Regions from separate parts of the Oryctolagus cuniculus genome. Here region 2 is linked to region 1. Evidence: chromatin contacts called from public Hi-C data. All regions are on one chromosome and are shown on one strand. The core of a region is the stretch at or near the end of the contact, and the rest is flanking DNA. Distances in the headings are between cores, read along the strand shown.

Region 1 (3,125 bases), core at 266-2,765:
GTTTCCAATCCAGCTTCCTGCTAATGCACCAGGAAAGCAGCATTTTATGTCTTAAACACTAGACTTCCTGCTACCCACAAGGGAGAACCAGATAGCACTCCTGGCTGCTGGCTTCAGCCTGGCTCAGCCCTCATTTGGGGACTGAACCAGGAGATGGAAGTCTCTCTCTCTCTCTCTCTCTCTATCTCTTTTCCACTCTCTCTTTCTCTCTTTCTCACTCTCTCGATCTCTATCTCTCTCTTTTACTCTTTCTCTAATTCTGTGTGTGTTACTCTTTCATGAATAAATAAATATTTTTAAAAAGGAAAGGAAATATATATCTTCCCATGTCAATAAATGTGAATTTGAGAGATCTTTAAAACTTTCATGGAAATGAATATTACGAGAAATCTAAGCACAGATTTCAAAAATTTTTTGCACCAAAATAAATAACCTTTTAATTCTATTTTCCAGGAAGTTTTTAAAGTAGCATCAAGATTCAAATAAGTTCAGTAGCACCTTCACAACAATTTAATCTGCAATGAAAATCATCTTAAATATTCTAACAGAAAACATTCACCTACAAATTTGGAATAAAGATTTGTGACAAATCTGTGAAAATTTATAATTTCCTTTGGTTTAATATCATACATTTTACTAAGGTAGAAAGGAAGTATTTTAAGTATAATTCACTTAAGAAGAATAAGAACAGCATTATCATATAAACAGTAAAAGTGAACACAAGCAATTAATTTTAAAACCTCTATTGTTGATAATTATTTATATTTTACAACAACTTCTCAGATAACAAATAATAATGAAAAGGAATAAGGATTTTTTTTTATATCATCTTTAACCAGATTGGTGCAACTGGGATTCCTGGAACAGGAGCTAGGAAGCCATATTTAATTCTGTCTAGTCCTACATTTCATTACATGACATTGAGGGAAATCACCTACTGTAATAGTTAAGGATATAGTTAAAAAAACACTGTTGTGTACAAAGTGATCCACAAGAGCCTTTTACAGTCAACAAAGAAAATGTTGTTGTAAGTTCACTATTGTTTGAAAAATGGGACTGTTCAAATAGTGGTTTCTGGCTCAACTGCTTAGCCACAGCAATCTAATAATTTCATTTTCTAAATTATGAACATCCCATTAGTCATGTTTTCTGATAAGAAGAAAATAGATGCTTATAGTGACTACATATTAGCATGCTATGGATAATACTGAGGATGTCTCATGTGTGACAAAGTTTAATCTCAAAAAAATTCTGTATCAATTATTTTAACAACCATCCACTTCAGAGACTTATTTTCATTTCAATAAAAAAGCAGATAATAACAGATTTAAAATTATGTACAAATGTCTTTTTTCAGAAAACGTGGTAATAAAGTGCCAAAAAACAAGCTACAAGCTGTTTGTGGACTAAGATATGCAAAGAATTATTTTTTGTGCTGGCATATACTGTAATTAGACATGGTTCTGTGCATCATGATTAAACCAGTAACTATGGTAACAAGAGCAGAAAAGCAGGAATGCCAAAAGAAGGAGCCTGAATAAGTCCATGATGGCCTGTTTTCATCCATTATTTTTAAAGTCTTTGTAATAAACAGAACTGTCTACAAAATGCTTATCAGTTTCTATTCTAATTCCTATCTTCTACATACAATAGATTAAAAATACACTGTCTCTTGAGAACACACATGCATACACACAAGCACACACAGTATTAGCTAGAACAGAGTTGAATTTCATGTTTAGAGAGCATACAGCTCTTAACAATTATCAGAGGAACACTATTCCAATCTATGTATATCTCCCTCATTTTCACAGGGCTGCATGAAGCAAATCTTAGAGCAGAAATTCACAATTTCGGAGTTAGCCTTTTGGCCTACATTTTTAGCAAAACTACTGTCTCTTGATTGCATGAGGCAAAATGTTCACTTAAACAGGCGACAAGCATCAACAGACAAGGCAACTACCAGCGACACATTTCCCATCAGTGTGTTCTGTGGGCTTCACCCATGGCAGTCTTCAGGAGATGGAAATATCGAAGCCTCACTTCCAGAGACCTTGAATTCCTAGGCTGCGTGTACTCTTTTGGTGTCAAAATCAGGAAGTAAAATGAGAAATAATTAGAGCAGTTTCAAAGGAGCACATCAATCAAAACTGATTAAAGGTTTAAAATGTAAGCCTTTTGAGAAAAGAGGGTTTTTTTTAAATCGTTTTTGAGGCTAAAAAAGACTCTCTGTGGCAAAGCCAAAATGTGAACAGCAATTATCTCTTTATGAAAGACAAAAAAGGATGGAATAATATATATTTCAGAAACACAACTTTAATTTATGCAATATCATTATTGTACAGATATGGCATTGGATAGGACATTAATCCATGGACTCTAATCAAATTTATTAAAGAAGATGAAAAAATAATTTTGATCCAATTTAATACAAATGAGATTAACACTCTTGCTAAATGTTTAAATTCAGTGACTCTGTAGTATAGCTTCTGTATAAGAAGTATGAAACTTTCACAAGTCTCAACTGAATATAGTTAAACAGTAAGTAAAATTATTTCAAAGTTGGAAGAATGAGTTTCAACTAAAGCAGGGTAACAAAATTACTCAGTGTTTCAGTAAAACTGTTAATAACCAAAACTAATTATTTAAGTGTTAAGATAATTTTTTGTTCATTTACTCATTGTGTCAACCAATATTGAATATCTGCAGTGTTCTACATTTGGGACATGTAATCACAAACAGAAAGTAGACAGTGAATTAGTAAAACATAAATTTCTCAGCAGTTTAGATTGTGACAAGAAATTTATATTAATATTATACTAAGAGTTGTTGTGTAAATAAAGAGTGATGTGGTCAAGATTAACCGTCAACAGCCTGCTTTGTGGACTGGCATTGTGGCACAGTGGGTTAATCCATGACTAGCTAGGCAGACTTCCCATATCTAAGTGTTAATTGGAGTTCCCACTGCTCTACTTCCAATCCAGCTTTCTGCTGATGTGCCTGGAAAAGCAGCTTATGATGACCCAAGTACTAGGCTTCCTGGGAATACTAGGATGGAGTTCCTGGCTCCTGGCTTCAGCCTGGTCCAGATCAGGCTATGGTGGCCATTTAGGGAGTGAACCAAT
Region 2 (2,757 bases), core at 6-2,505, 380 kb after region 1:
AAAAAATGTCCAGGAGAATTTATGAAAGGTAATTGACCTATATCAGCATGTTTTGTGCATTCTTGGTGTACTCAGACCACACACACAAAATTATAGTTAGCTTTTCACAAAATAATACTTGGACTATGGGAATATTCTCATTTATTCCAAATTATTTTTAAAATATTGGTTGTCATCTAGTAAATCATTATGAATACAGCTCCTTTAAAAAAGAAACAAATTAGTTCAATCAATAATAGAAACAGAAATTAATAATAAAAATGCATTTTAAAAATTTATTTTATTAAATTTATTTGAAAGAGTTACAGAAAGAGATAGAGACAAATAGAAAGAGGTCTTCCATTTGTTGGTTCACTCCCCAAATGGTCAGAATGGCTGGAGCTGTGCTGATCCGAAGCCAGGAGCCAAGAATTTCTGGGTCTCTCACATGGGTTCAGGGGCCAAGGACTTGGGCCATCCTCTGCTGCTTTCCCAGACCATAGCAGGAATCTGGATTGGAAGTGGAGTAGCTAGGACTTGAACCAGTGTCCATATGGGATACAAACGCTGCAGGCCAGGGCTTTAACCTGTTGTGCCACAGCTCCAGCCCCACAAAAATGCATAACAGCTAAAATTTACTGGTGAACTATCTATGTGGCAGGTGAATTACAAACAATATGGTAAATCATTGTCTTCTTGGTATGTGCGCATTATTCAACAAGTATGTATTGTGCTCCTCTTTGCCCAGCATTGTTGTACTAAAGATAGCAGGAACTACAGAGGGGGAAAACGTCTGTTCTCACAGAACTTACAGGGTGGTGGAGAGAACATCTAATGGACACGTGAGTAAGCAGAGTATACCTCACATAATATTATAAATATTACGAGGAAAAATAGGGGAAAGCAATGAGGAACACTTGGGTGCTAGTTTAAAGTGGGTTCTGGGAGGTCTCTTTCAGAAGGTGATACTGCAAAGAGATAGGAGAGGGAGGTTTTTGGATATTGGGAGGAAGAAAAATCCTGGCTCCAAGGCAATGCTACTGGGCTTTGTACATTAACTTTGTGTCCTGAAATTTTGCTGAGTTTTCTTTACATAAGATTATGTCATCTGCAAACAGTGACAATTTGACTTTCTCTTGTGCAGTTTAGATGGCTTTTATTTATCTTGCTTAATTGCTCTAAGAGTTCCACTATTATAGAGAAACAAATTGGGCAATTTTGTTTTGTTCCAGATCTTAGAAAGTCTTCAGCTTCAGAAAGTCTTCAGTAAGGTTTTACTATTGGTTTATTATATATGATATCAACTATGTGGAGGTATGTTGTTTCTTCACCTAATTTGTTGAGGTTTTAACATTAAATGATGTTGGGTTTTATTAAATGCCCTTTCTGCACATATTGAGATAATCATAGGTTCCTTTTTTCTGTTATTAATTTGTGTACGTTGCACCATCCCTGCATCTGTAAGGAGATTAGTTTACCATTTTAGCTGTACATATTTATGGGGTGCAGTGTGAGAATTGAGTACATGTATTCAATGGATGATAATCAAATCAGGTTAGTTAGCGTTTCCATCTCAAGCATTAACTTTTTTTTGATTAACATTTAGTAGTTGCACATATCTTTGGGTACAGCATGACATTTTAACAAGTGTACACAATGTGTGTTTACCATTTTCACCATGCTTTTCACTTCTATCTGTTCATGGAATATACAATATATTATTAAATAATTTTTAAGCCAATGCAGTCTGCAAAATCACTAGAGGGTAAGTAATTTTCATGCATATAAGCTAAGAATAGTTTCTTGGCTCTAACGTTTGTTTGTTTCCAATAATAATAATGATAATAATAATACCAAAGAGCCAAACCAAAGGCTTTCATATTATTTTAATAGGCTTATTATATTATTATAATAATACCAAAGAGCCTTTGTCTCACTGTCCAGAAACTATAGCTTGAACTGTTGTATTTCACATTGCTTTTAGGAAGTGGAAATTCTTCACACTGGCCAGATCTGTTCTTGTGAAAGTCTGGAGGAAAAAAAAAAAAAAACCCAGCGTGAAGAATCAGTATAGTGGTCTTTTCTGTTAGTAGTCCTTTGGTGCCCTCTGGTGATGTAGCTGGGTAAAACAAGTAATAGTGCCCTCTATATACACAGTTTTCCTGTTATATGGAGATGCCCTCTACAGTGTACAGTTTACAACACTGAATGGCACAGAGAAAACTTACGTGTAAGAGTATGTATTTGTCAGATCATTTAGTCATGCCTCACATAATAATTTTTAAAAGCCTTCAGAGTGTTGAAGTAAGAACAAGCAATGTCTAACTTCATAAGTTGAGGCTATGGCTCAAAAACTAGTGTCAGAAAAATATTACACACCTTTAAGACTGAGACTCACAGAAGTAAATCTGTCTTATCTCTTGTGGGCAGATCGACAGTAAATTTCCTGTCATTGAAAAAAGACAAGTTATTGGAAATCAGATTAAAAACAAAATAACTTACTAATCATAAGAGAATGGCTCCCCCGCCCCAGGCAGTCTGAACTATAAACTAATGGACAACAGCAGATGTAAAGTCCTTTGGTTTATAATTTTCATCACTCTTCCTTCCTTCCTTTCCTCATTCCTTGTTTAGGTGTGACTCTTCAATGGCATAAATCTGGCTTTTAAAAATAAAATCTGATAAACTCTCTTCTACTTCATGCTTACAGTGATTATCAATGTGCTTGAACTTGCATCTCCCCTCTTTGCACTTTATGTATCATGTATTTCTATGCTT

The links. Hi-C and Micro-C count contacts between places; a contact is called where the count stands out from the background.
Region 2: a contact with region 1 is called in a Hi-C map of an unstated tissue, with 6 times the contacts expected there. The contact joins the promoter of LOC100351224 here to the enhancer-like site in region 1. A contact is called at or near these places in 2 of 6 Hi-C or Micro-C datasets (psoas muscle and an unstated tissue).

What each region holds. Positions count from the first base shown.
Region 1 is chr2:57,962,571-57,965,695 of mOryCun1.1, forward strand. All of the region lies in intron 1 of GPM6A (glycoprotein M6A), which reads right to left. Among named protein-coding and RNA genes, the nearest start is that of GPM6A, 73 kb to the right of the region's middle. Within about 2 kb of position 1,516, at least 2 of the 8 cell types and tissues checked have an H3K27ac peak or open chromatin away from gene starts, as enhancers often do.
Region 2 is chr2:58,345,748-58,348,504 of mOryCun1.1, forward strand. It overlaps LOC100351224 (FAST kinase domain-containing protein 2, mitochondrial-like), which reads left to right and starts at 1,256. Exons shown (of 1, transcript XM_008250029.4): 1 at 1,256-2,757.